2 separate regions of the Gossypium hirsutum genome follow, and region 2 is linked to region 1. The links are chromatin contacts, called in public Hi-C maps. All regions are on one chromosome and are shown on one strand. The core of a region is the stretch at or near the end of the contact, and the rest is flanking DNA. Distances in the headings are between cores, read along the strand shown. Region 1 holds the start of LOC107912928 (E3 ubiquitin-protein ligase DA2L). Region 2 holds the start of LOC107911335 (probable glutathione S-transferase).

Region 1 (6,639 bases), core at 1,671-4,170:
AGATAACCACTCATTTAAAGATTTTTATTGTTCATAGGAACAACTCCAAGGATTAAAAAGGTTGGATAATGAGGTTCGGTTACATAATTTAGCAAAGAGATTAGCCATAAGCGTTATGGTTCCACCATCCATAACCAATTGGGTGAACCAAATGCATACCAGCCCTATTCAACAGTTTCTTATATCTAAATATTAAACTTCATATTCCTCCAACCACAACTTATTTATTAATGTCAAACCATACAAACTAAAAATAATTTGTGTTATGAGCGATTAGGTTCAACGATCACATACATAGAATCATTAACTTGGACATATGCTTTTGGGGTCCAAACTCATATGCAACAATCTTTGGAGAAATGTATATGTAATTACAATTACAATTATAAATATTACATATTTGAATAAGTATAGTAAGCATCAACCGATTCAAAACATGATCTGATTATTAATCAAAATATATCCGAATAAGGTTCATACATGATGAGACTTAAACGTAATAAAATGGGTAAACTACACCATTAGCCACTAAACTATGGGTAAGTATTTGTTTTGATCACTGAACTATCCAAAAATTTTCATTTAAATCATTGAGTTGTTAGCTTTAATACATGCACCAATCTGAAACTATCTTTCCCATTCTCTTCTACATTTTAGTTTTCTTTTTATAAAATACTTTTGGACATCACAAATTTATGAACCAAAATTCAAATAATTTTTTCTTCAATCTTCGACATCATATCGATTTGGGTCTAATGTATGTTCTTCTACTCTTCAATGGATATTGATTAAAAGATCAATGACTTAAACAAAAACTTTTCAATAGTTTAATGGCTTAAATGAAAATTTTCGAATAATTTAATAATCAAAATAAAAATTTACTTATAATTTAGTAACTAATGGTATAATTTACCCTAATAAATTTAAAAAAAAAAACTAAATGTGGTTTACGCGATTTGAAACTCAAACAAATCATTAAATTAAACTCAGATTTAATGGAATAAAATGCATAAATGGATAAAGAAATTGATGTGAGTGAATGAAGGTAGGCAAAGAGATGAGAAAGATAATGAAGATTTAAGAATTTTGGTCAACCAATTAAAAGGGAGTTAAATTATGGTCCACAGTCTGGCAGATGTGGACAAACAAAAAAATCCCTTCATTTTTAATGGGCCATACCTTCTTGCTTTTGGGAAAGATTAGTTACCCCACTTTTGTCCATCCAGCGTACAATTAATTTTACATCCTTTTATTAATAAATTATCATCCATTTTTAACTAATAAATAAATTACTTGGAAAATAAGATCTATATCATTTAAAATATTTAAAAAATAAGTTAAATTAAATATTTAGAGATAAATTTAATAAAATTAAAAATATTATTTTGATTTTTTTATTTATTAATTATATTTTTAAATATAACTTAACAAATGTTTGTGAATTTTTTTTATTAGAAATGTACTAAACAATAACTCTCAAAAAAATATCAAATTTTATTTTATAATTAATGACTTAAAAACACTCTTTAAAATTAGTAGCTAATCCTTTTTTATAATAAAAAAAATAGCTAATTCTTAAGATAAAAAATTAGATATACTCCAAAAGGAAAAATATAAAATAATTAAAAAATGAAAACATATAATACAAAAGATAAAGAAGGGAGAAGGCGATTGAAAAAGACGCGCGGGTAAGAGGGGGAGAGAAGTAAACAGTAAACTAAATTGGAGTGGTGTTGATTTGATCCTTTCCTCCTTTACTACTCCACCCTTTCCTTCTTTAATTCTCAAACTTAATCATCCCTTTCTTTTCTTTTCTTTTTTTTTTTCAAATTTAAATACATTTTTCTTCCAAATTAATCACTAATAAGTAGTTTTTTTTAAATAAATAATCCCCTTATAACAAGTTTTTTAATATTTCTTATGTATGTAGTAGTAATTTTACAAATAAATTTAAGGATGATTTTGTTGTTGTTTTGATGAATGCTCAATTTTTTTTATTAATTTTTACTCCGCGCTTTGGACCATCTGGACCTGATTTCCTTATTGTATTAAGTGCTTGCAATCACTCTAAATATGTTGTATATGAGTTGTAACAAGGTCAATTGTCAATGTATCATAATAATTTAAATATTATCCTTCAATAGATGACAAATATTTACTATTTTTTCTCTGAATTGTATGATTTCACTCATTAATGAATTAATGAATTAATTTTTCAAATAAATAAATAAATAATTAACCATAAAATATGTCGTATTTACAAAAATCAAATAGATCCCATGTCACACATTATAATTAAATAAAAAAATTACATTCATCACATAAAAATCCGATAGAATATTCAATATACTTATTCATTTTCATATAATTAACAAAAACTTGGATGATTTAGTGAATTAATAAAAAGAATAGATTAATTAATTTCAATTATCCCTTCGTTCCTTTCATTTTTTTAAAAAAAAATGTAATTTGTATGCATTCTTTCAGAAAAGTAGTTTAAAAGTTTTCCATGATAAATTAATTCAAATGAAAAGAAAAATGATCATTCACTTGGATTTGTATAATATTTTCATTTTAAAAAATAATTCAACAACTTAAATATTAATAAATAAAAAAGTAAAAAACTTAATGACTTTAATTTGTAAAAATTGAAAAATAAGAAAACCAAATATCATTAAATTGCTAAGACGTTAAAGAATTCAAATTCATACTAAAATAAAATAAATAAAAATAGAGAGTAATATACTAAAATTTTAAGTAGAAAATTTAAAATTAACAATTAACAATTAGAGCAATAAATAATATTGCAGTTATAGAAAACATCACTACAGTATTTTTTTTCTTTTTTGTAAAATAAAAATAATAACATTTTCTCGTATTTTGTTTGTCTTTATATCTACGAGTCTCCATCCAAACGCCGAAAGAAACCAAAAAATGAATAAGAAAAAAGAACAAATACGTGTATGCGAATTTTTATTTATGAAATAATATAAACAATTTACAACAAGAAATAAAAATAAAATTTCTTTCTTTCTTTCTTTTTCTGAGAGAAAGTTGAGATTGTGTTTCCATTCTCCTTGCCAAAGTCTTTCCCTTTCTTTCCTTTTCTTTCTTTTAAGCCCCTAAACTCGCTTCCGCCAATTCCCTTTCAGGTTTCAAGGTCAGTTTCTTTCTTCTCTCAATTTGCCCATAATTTAGTAAAGTTCTGTTTTTTCTTTTCGTTTGCTTCGATTTTCTTCTGTTCAAAAGCTTTGTCTTTTGGTTCGAATTTGTATTTTTCCTTGTAAGTGAATCTGTTTTTGCAATGATTTTACTTTGTTCTTTTTAGTCTTAATGTTTTTCTTTCTTTGGTTTAATTATAGGTATGGCCATGTTTCGGGAAGGATTACACTGGCCAATTCAGCTGTGAAAGTTGGACTTGGTAAGTTAAATTTCCTTTTGTAATTCAGAACTTAGCGTTTTCTTTTTAATCAAATTTTGGTTTCTATATTACATTTTGAAGCATGTTTAACTATTAATATATATGTTTAATTTCAAGGTTTTTTTTTTTATTGCACTTGCAGGATTCATGGGGCATGATTTTAGATAATGAACTATTGTTTGTTTGGATTAGAATTCAGTTTTAATGTAGTGTGTGTGTTTGATTATGTTGTAAAACTACGAATTATGGTTGTAGATTCTACGTGATTATTTGTTCATAATTGGTAATTTTTAGTAAACCAATTTACCAAAAACCAAATTTGCAGCTATTTTGATTGGTTTTTGTCTTGAAGAATTTGAAAAATAATCAAATATTGGGTCGAATTAGAGGAAGAAGAAGAAGGAAAGAGAACAGTTAGGGGATACAGTTTTGGGATATTCTTTTTGATGGGTAATAAGTTGGGAAGGCGGAGGCAAGTCGTCGATGAGAAGTATACACGCCCACAAGGGTTGTATGTTCATAAAGATGTGGATATTAAGAAACTAAGAAAGCTGATACTTGAATCGAAGCTTGCTCCTTGCTATCCTGGCGATGAAGAATGCTGTTCTGATCTTGAAGAATGCCCAATTTGCTTTTTGGTTTGTATTTATCTCATTGGCTTTCTTCTTATGCTTGCTAATTGCTATCCAATTGTAAATATCATGCTCTTTTTATCCTTTTGCTTTATCAGTCACTGCTTAGAATGAGCCCTTGTTTACTGGTTTTTATTGAATGTTAATTCATGTGTGGTTAGCTTTTAAAATTAGTTGCAGTTGAATATGAGTATGGTTTTCCTTTTTCCTTTTGTATTTTAGTATTATCTGTGGTTAGCTTTTAAAATTAGTTGCAGTTGAATATGAATATGATTTTCTTTTTTCCTTTTGTATTTTAGTATTATCCAAGTCTCAACAGATCAAGATGTTGTATGAAAAGTATCTGTACAGGTAAGCTATCTTTGGATTTTCTAAATGCTACTGATATTGCTAGTTACATGCAATGTTGACACATCTTATTTGCACCAGAGTGTTTTCTGCAGATGAAGAATCCTAATTCAACCCGTCCTACCCAGTATCCTTCACATCAATGAAATTGACTGTAGAAATTTTCAAATTGATTAGCTGTGTGTATACTTGTACTCCAATGTTTACATTCCTTGACGTTTTGAGGTGTCCTTTCTGCAAAACCTCAAATTATGCTGTCGAGTATCGAGGTGTGAAAACAAAAGAGGAAAAAGGGATAGAGCAAATTGTAAGCTCACACCTCTTTCCAAAGCAAAAAAGAGATGGTGTAATTCCTATGATAATCGCTGGATACAAAATGAGTTTAATATTGGGTTTTGCTATTTAAATTTTGCAGGAAGAACAGCGTGTCATAGAAGCACAAATTAGAATGAGGCAGCAGGAACTTCAGGATGACGAAGAGAGAATGCTGAAAAGACAAGACTTGAGTTCTTCAAGCACTGCGGTTGCACCAGGAGAAGTTCAGTACAACTCAATTGCAGGTGTCAATTTATTGTTATTCTGGTTTTTCTTGCATATTCGTTCTTCACTTCCTTTGACATTGTTCTGTCTTGAAATTTTATTCCTTCCTTTTCTCTCGTTATTTGCAGATAGATCCCCCAGGGAGGAGGAAATATTTTCTTCTCAAGATTCACAGGCTGCCTTGATGATTGGACAACGCTCGCATCCTAGGGTTAACAGGTAGGCAAACTTTTAGGTAACTTTGTGTCCTTGCATAGGATTTACTCTTCATATGTTAAGAGGGGGAAAAGTGCATGGATCACGGTTGCTAGTTTGTATTGCAATCACAGAACTCATGTTGTAAGACAGGTCCATGTGTTTACTTTCAACTTTTGTGAGGTGAGATTTATTTCACCATTCACTAGTGTTTTTGAGATCAGATTCATTTCATTATATTTGTTATGTACATGGAAAACGAGATAATGGATGAGTATCTAAAGGAATGGGGGACACGCGTAAGAGATTAGATTGAGGGGGATGAAATGTGACTACAACATTTAAAGAGGTGACCTACAAATTCCTTCAGGGAAACATCTGATTTAATGGAGATGATCTTGTGAATGGACAAAGTTCAAAGAGGATATGGATGAAAACTATAAAAACAGACCTTAATTTACTGTGACTAGTAACTCATTTTAATTAGAGTTCAGTGGCACAAGATGTTCCATATATCTAGCTCTACATACAGGGAAATGACTAATTTGTTTATTTTTTCTGTTGCACTTTTTGTGGGGAGAGGAAAAGCTGATAATCTATCTTAGATGGCTAAGTGGTCAGTGGATGCACTGTATGTTCTTGAGTTGTACAAAGAATGATGTAAATCCTCCCTCACTGGAAGTTCTGTTATCTACAAAAATTAGGGTACATGTCAGTGAACGTCTGCTTCCTTTGTTTTTGAATGAGAAAGGAAAAGCCAGAAAGTATGTTCAGAAGATGCTCCTAAAGTTTCTGTTGGTGTAAGGATGATGCCAACCATTTGAAGTTGGTTTAATTACCATCCTGTTTTCTATGAAAGGGTTATGCCAAAATTAAAAAAAGTAATGTAAAATACCTTATTGGTTGCATTATGTTCTGGTGAATTTATATCTTATTTGCTTTTGAATGAAAAAGATGATGCAGTATTTTGTTTTCCACTTCACTAGTAGTCAAGTACTATTCTCTCTCTGGCCTAAGCATGGCTGGCTATACTTTGTTTATCTTGTGTTCCAGAAGGAATGAATTTTCTTTCATCAAATGCTTAAATTGCAGGGATGACGACTTTGACATAGATCTTGAGGAGATAATGGTCATGGAAGCAGTTTGGCAGTCGATTCAGGTATATTTTTCAAAATTTGATGAGATTTATGTATGAAACTAATTGCAGAATTTAAGTATTTAGCTCCTGTCAGTTTAATCAAAGTGTTTTTGCCTATAGTTATTTGGTTAGAAACTGGTTCCAGTTTAAGATGCTGGACAGAAAACTTTGTTGTTCATATAGCACCCAACTGTATATTGAACTAGTGTATTTTGGATGGCAAGAACTTCATGTGAATTTATTTAATAGGGAAAAAAAAATAAACGAGGAAAACTTGCAACTTGTAATTTTAAAATGTTTGTAATGTCATCTTGTTATTTGTGTAGGATCTTCATTTCTACGTGACTACGTTATGCACAGACTTT
Region 2 (6,684 bases), core at 3,473-5,972, 190 kb before region 1:
GGAGATCTAGATAAACTAAACTCTTTGAACAAATGACTAAATCGTAACAAATCGGACTAATTTGAACAGAACTAAGAACTTAGGTAGTGATGCCCCTAAGGGAATATTAAGATAAAGTGAGACCAAAAGGTAATCTTGTCGTGCACCCATTCGTTAGTCCCAGATTAATTGGTGAGGTTGGAAGATAAGACAGACCTAATTCGTCTAAGTTGGTAAAATTGAAATCGGAAGATAAAATAGAGTCACTTAGTAATTTAAGTTATTTATGTCCTGAGTACGAAATTTGGTGAACTATATCGAAGTCAATTAGCTCTCATTAGTTATTTGTTATATTGTCCTTTTAGTTTGCATTTCTTGCAATTTAGTCATTAGGGTAGAATATTTAATTTTCTTGCAAAAATCATCTTTTATGTGCTGTCGTACTATAAATCATATTAGTAACCACATAGACTCTATTGTGTATGCTAGTTATTGCTCAATCGCCTCTTCTTTTGGGTTTGATCCTTAGAATACTTCGGTATTTTATTGTAACACTATAAATATTACAACTGACCTGTACACTTGCAGTAAAACAAGACTTTAAAAATCATTATATAAATTCAATGTTTTAATGCGCACGTGCACAATCAGTCAAGAAACTCTCATCCACATACCCTTTGTTTGTTTCACACTTTTCCTTAAATATTATCATCCCCTACTTATGAATAAATAAATAAAAGGATAGGGAGGTTTATAACAAATGAGAACTTGTTGAGAACTGCTCCTTCAATCTATCACTATGAAATCTGAAGGCCAGCATTTTCATATAGATTTGGTCTTTTTTTTTTTTAAATTGGGCCAAAGCTTTAGGCCTGACCAATTAACAACCCAAGGAAAGTACAAATATTTAAGAAACGATAGTAAGCCAATTTTACAATGGATCCAAACCAACACGTTTCAAGCAAGACTTTAATAATCTCGAAGTATTATCACTATGTCAGGATTTCTTCCGCTTCCAAAAATAAAGTTAATCTCTAACAATTGCAGTTAAAAAATAATTTTGAAAAGTTTACCTTGGAAGTTTTTTTTCATGAAAAATTGTGTTTTATTATTTTAAATATGGGTGAGTATTTGATACATTGATAGTTTATTATTTTATTCCACAAATAAATTTAAAAAATTAGCATATGTTTCTTTTATTAAAAATATTTATTTTTTATTATTTTACCATACATGTATAAGACACTTTTCAATCTCCTATCTTTACTTGTGGAGCTTAAAAACTCTAATTACAGTGTACCAAATAATTTTTCTTTAAATATTTAGTATTCTTAAGAGTTGAGAGGAGTTTAAAATGTTTAGATTAAATTCTATTAAAATTATTCAAAAAGCGGCTTTTTAAACATCTTTTGGAAGTGTTATTTATTATGCAGTCGATCGGACTACTTAAATTTTCGATAAATTATCTTCGATTTTGTCCACTTCAAAAAATTCTCTCCAAGAAATCAACCTCACCCAATGATTACAATTTTTAAAAAAATTCATTGATGAATTTTATCTTAACTTTTCCATTCTTGGCTCATTATACTTTTTATTAACTATATTCTGATTTAAAGTTGATTAATTTATAAAATAAACTTGAAAAATTAATTTAAAAGACCATGCTATACACTGTATGTCACATTGTTGATAGGCCTCGGTAAGTTTAGAACTAGTGCCTTACTCGTTTCTAATAAGATTTAAGAATAAATGTTTATTTTAAACATTATGTAATAAAATAAAAATATATATATTTTAATAATATTTAAATTTGTTAATATCATGATATTTCACTAAAAAAATCTTAAAAATAATTTATTGTAACTTATTATTAATATTTTGATATATAAATAATAAATTATAAAATATTTTTACATAAATAATATTATTTATATGTAAAGCTTAATTTAAATATATAAACTATATTGTAAACATTATGTAATAAATTATAATATATATTGTTATACATTTGAAATAAATTTTAATAAAGAAATAAGTATATACCCCGTATATGTTGGTGAAGATAAAATAAATTTATGAGAAATTAACGAAGGCTTCACGGTGTGTAACAATGTCATTTTCTTTAAGGTTCTATTCGCCCCCACCTATAAGGTTCTATTCACCCCCACCTATATTTTAGTGTGTAAAAGAGTTAAAGAAAATGAACCTTGAGCATACAATGACCCTAATGATTGTCCACATTTTGCACTGACGAAAGCAATCCACTGAATATTGAGTGAAACATAGCAAGAGTATCAATTTTTGTAAAGAACTTTTACAGTAATTCTTTATGCACCAATATTTGAACATGAAAAATGGTTAGAGAATAGAAAGAAGTTTTGTTTGTATGTTTTTTTTATTGTCCATGCAAATAAAAGTTTACTCTTATTTATAAGATTTCTCATACCTCTTTACATAGACATAGCTATCCAAATTGCTTATTAGGATAGTCACATGTATTACCAGTAAGCTTAACTATTCAATAGATATATACTTGAATAATTATAATTCTTTATTAACTAATCAAGTGACATAACTTTTGATATTTAATGGACATACCTTATCACTATGAATAGTGACAACTCTTTATTAATAATCAAGTGATATAACATTTAGATCACTTGTAGCTTTTCAATTGTGACTATTAAAACATGATAAATATTCTAAAAAAATATTTCACTAAGATAGATATTACATAATAGACACCAAATTATAAATAATGGTTGAAAACATCATTTTACTCTAAAAATGTTCTTTTTCCAAACGCAAAAGTTAAAAAGTTATAACTTTTGTATTTGGGTTCAAACTCCCTTTTATTTAAACAAATTTTTCACTTGTACTACATGCAGAAGATCAAGAGAAAAAAGAAAAGAAAATGGCAAATGAAACTTATCTTACTGGACTTTTGGTCTAGCCCATTAGCAATGAGGGTGAGTATTGCATTGGTGGAGAACGGAGGAAGAGAAATTGAGCAACAAAAGTAGCATTTAGATTGATTTGTAGGTGTTCAGAGGTATTTGGGATCGAATACGAGCCTTAAAAGGTTTAAAAATATTAAAATGATACAGTGGTATTGTTCAGGGTTTAGATATCAGTACCTAAGGCCTCAGATACCGGAACTTTGTCCCTGTACCATGGAATATTACATTCTGCCAAGTTAAATATCAATATCCATAGCAAGGGTACTAGGCTCTAAACACCTGTTATGAATTTTTAACCCTTTAAAGTCTGAAAACCGACACCTATACCATGAATATCGAACCTAAGATGCAAGGGACAAAATTTTTGAGTTTAAAACACTTTAAACTCATTTCAAAACACCTTTAAACATAGAAATTGAAAAAAAAAAACTAAAACTAAAAGACAAACATATAAATGCAAAATTCATTCATAAAACATGTTGGAGCTGAATATTCATCCACCAAAATGCATAAAAATCATAATAAACTTTGATAAAACCATTTTTAAGCAACAAGTCAAGGTTTACTATTTAAAATCGTTGGCAAAATGGTGTGTTAACAAAATCTATAAACATCTTTCCCCCGTGACGCAAAGATACACGAAGCAATTGATATGCTATTATCAATGGATCCGTATATTGCACTAATAATTAAAGAGGGAAATATTTCATCCATTGGCATAGCTAATAGAACTTTTAATAATTGCAATGGAACAAGTAGAATGACATGTATTCTTAAAGTATATTAAAAGAAAAAAAAACAATTTTGATAGTGGAATTAGAACTTCAAAGACAAAAACTAGTTGAGTTATTAAACAAAGACACATTCAAAGTGGAAAGTTATACTGATTACACCAAAAAACATGCCTTCATATTAACAAGCTGAGTTTATATAAAGGCCTAAAAATGGGTAGTAAATAAACCATCTTATTTGGCTTCAAACTTCTTCTTAAGTTCCACGAGAAAGCAATAAACTTTATATTGGTCTGGCAGAGATTTGGATACACTTTCCCTTTGCATGCATCTTTTAGCCCATGCTACCAAATTTGGGCAGTTTGCAATAATGCTGAAATCCCCACAGGTTTCCAACGAGTAAAACCAAGTGTAGAAGGGAATCAATGCCACATCTGTAAACCCAAAGCTCTCACCCCCGAAGTAAGGCTTGTCTCCAAGCTCTCCTTCTAGCACCTTCATGCTCTCAATTAGCTCTTTCTTTGCACCTTCTTGGACCTCACCTGTTGCACCCCATACTAACTTCCCAGTGGGATATATCTGCAGTTTTCATATTCAATGTTTAAACAAATACAAGACTGAAGAAAATTGGTTAAATCATACTGATGTTGTAGGGTAAGGTGTAACCTTTTTGTCAGCAAAGTCAGCCCAGAACTTGGCATTGGCTCTGTGATAAGGATGAGAAGGGAGCAGAGGAGATTTGTGAGACCAAACCTCATCAATGTATTGAACAGTGATGAGGGATTCACAAACGGGTCTACCCTTGTGAATCAACACTGGGATTTGCTTGTGAACTGGATTCATCTTCAAAAGTAGGCTACTTTTGTTGCTCAAATCCTCTTCCCTTGCTTCATACTCTATTCCTTTCTCTGCTAATGCAATTCTCACCCTCATTGCAAATGGACTAGACCAAAAGTCCAGCAGGATTATATCATCTGCCATTTTCTTGTTTTTACTCTTTCGATCTTTTGCCTGTGGTACAAGTGAAGATGTGTGTTTCTATAAAAGGGCAAATGAAACATGGAGTGAATGTTGTAGAAGTCTCCGGGGGTACAATTCCAGGGCTTTCTTGCCTTGGTACTAAACTAAAGCCAGATGTCTCTGTCAAGGGTCCACCCCGACTTTTCTTCCTTTAATTTCTCTTCTAGTAGACGGTAGAGTGCAAATAAGAGGGTAAATTCGAAATACTCACTTAGCTATCAAATATTACATTTTTGTTACTAACTTTATTGGGTTGTAACATTTTCATTATCCATTCATTAACTGTGATTACAGTCTTAATGAAATGATGATATAACATGTTAATTTTAGAGTTAATATTTAATTTTTACTATATTTCCAATAAAATTTTTAGACTCTAAAAATAAAGTTAGGAGTTGATAAATGTACTATAAAAGTATAATAAAATATTAAAAAATTAATTGTTGCAATTGTAAGTTGAAAATTTTTTATTTGTAATCTTATGTTATCTTTATTATATTATAAACTAGCTTGTATATCCGTGGGATGAATAAGATGATTGTATGCATCAATTTAAAATATATAATTATTTTTTATTTTTTATAATGTAGTTTTAAATCATATTAATTTTTAAAAAAGTTAAACTCAAAATTTTTAATATTTTTATTTAAATTAAATATAGGTCTGCTTAACTATAATACAAAATATAGTTATTTTTATAATGTTAAAAATTTAAACGATTTTGAGAACTATCTTAATGGTGCATTTTTTAGTTGCAGAAAACATATGCTTGAATCAATTTGGTTCAAGAAGTAAAAATATATAACAAATCAATATAAAAGGTCAACTTTGTGTTATTAAATTAAAATTTATGGTGTGCATAATAATTTTAATATATCTAAAGAGTGTAAATTGGTTTTCAAATGGTAGAAAAGAAATTACTAATATGTAATTTAAAATAAATTGAAATACTTCTAGAAAGTATAATTTTTTAAAATTTAAAAAAAAACAGAAGAAAAGTTATATAAAGGTCTGAAATCTAGTTAACACAAAATTTAAAGCCGCAAGGACCAATGATGTAATTTAAAATTGCGAAAGTCTTGTCTGGAATTATTCAATTAATGTTTATATCCCTTAAATAGGATGATGCTTTTATTTAATACTGGTTTTAATTTCCCCCTTGTGCTATACACGATTTCTAATTAAATTGTTTTAATAACAAAGTCAAAAATCACTTTGTCAATAACATAAAAGGGTAAATTGCACTAACAGTCACTCAACTTTGAGGTAGCTGACAAAACAGTCACTTTGGTTTCATTTTAGTCACTTAACTTTGAAAAAGTGACAAAACAGTCCTTTTTGCCATTTTCTGTCATTGACGTTACGGCAAAGTGACATGGCAGATGACGACGTGCTTGGTGTTAAAAAACCCTCTAGTTGGCCGGTTACCACCAATTTAACAACCCTGTTAGAACTAATTTAGGGTTTAAGAAGAGAAAAAGAAGAAAAAAAACAAGAAGGAGAAGAGGAGGAGAAGAAGAAGAACGAGGAAAAGAGAAAATGGAGATGCCTCATGTTTTCAAATCAATCCTATACTGCATCTCTGCAAGTGATTCCTCCAAACTTCAAAGGTAACGATCTAAGGCCAAAGCTTTAACCCAATTGCTTCATATTCTTCTGCAGTTACTCAGGCATGGCTGTTGCAGCTTCAAACCAAGATGCTGTTGCTTTGGGGGTCACATTAACACAAGGGGAAGGCAATTTACCCAGGCTTTTCCTCACTTTTGAGCATGGAAGGTAATATTCAAATCTTCAAATTTTGAAGAAATGTCCCACTTTTTGCAAGATTTTCTTTTTTGGATCTTTTCCAAATTTATTCAACTCCCTTGTTGATTCAACTGATGGGTCAATTTTTTTTCTTTTTAAATTGGATGGGTTTCCACTGTGGACATCCCACGTGGCAAGTTAACTGGCCACTGTAGCAGTTAACTTTCCACATCAGCGGCCCCGTTAAG

Evidence for each region. A called contact is a pair of places that touch in the nucleus more often than the background predicts.
Region 2: a Hi-C map of leaf shows a contact between it and region 1, with 1.9 times the contacts expected there. The contact joins the promoter of LOC107911335 here to the promoter of LOC107912928 in region 1. A contact is called at or near these places in 2 of 34 Hi-C or Micro-C datasets (both in leaf).

The regions. Positions count from the first base shown.
Region 1 is chrA13:98,637,826-98,644,464 of Gossypium_hirsutum_v2.1, reverse strand. LOC107912928 (E3 ubiquitin-protein ligase DA2L) reads left to right here and starts at 2,920. Exons shown (of 10, transcript XM_016841318.2): 1 at 2,920-3,160; 2 at 3,363-3,421; 3 at 3,564-4,059; 4 at 4,353-4,404; 5 at 4,483-4,528; 6 at 4,627-4,708; 7 at 4,817-4,961; 8 at 5,070-5,160; 9 at 6,229-6,295. The coding sequence starts at 3,868.
Region 2 is chrA13:98,833,536-98,840,219 of Gossypium_hirsutum_v2.1, reverse strand. LOC107911335 (probable glutathione S-transferase) reads right to left here and starts at 4,722. Exons shown (of 2, transcript XM_016839191.2): 1 at 4,337-4,722; 2 at 3,738-4,249. The coding sequence starts at 4,651. The coding sequence ends at 3,905.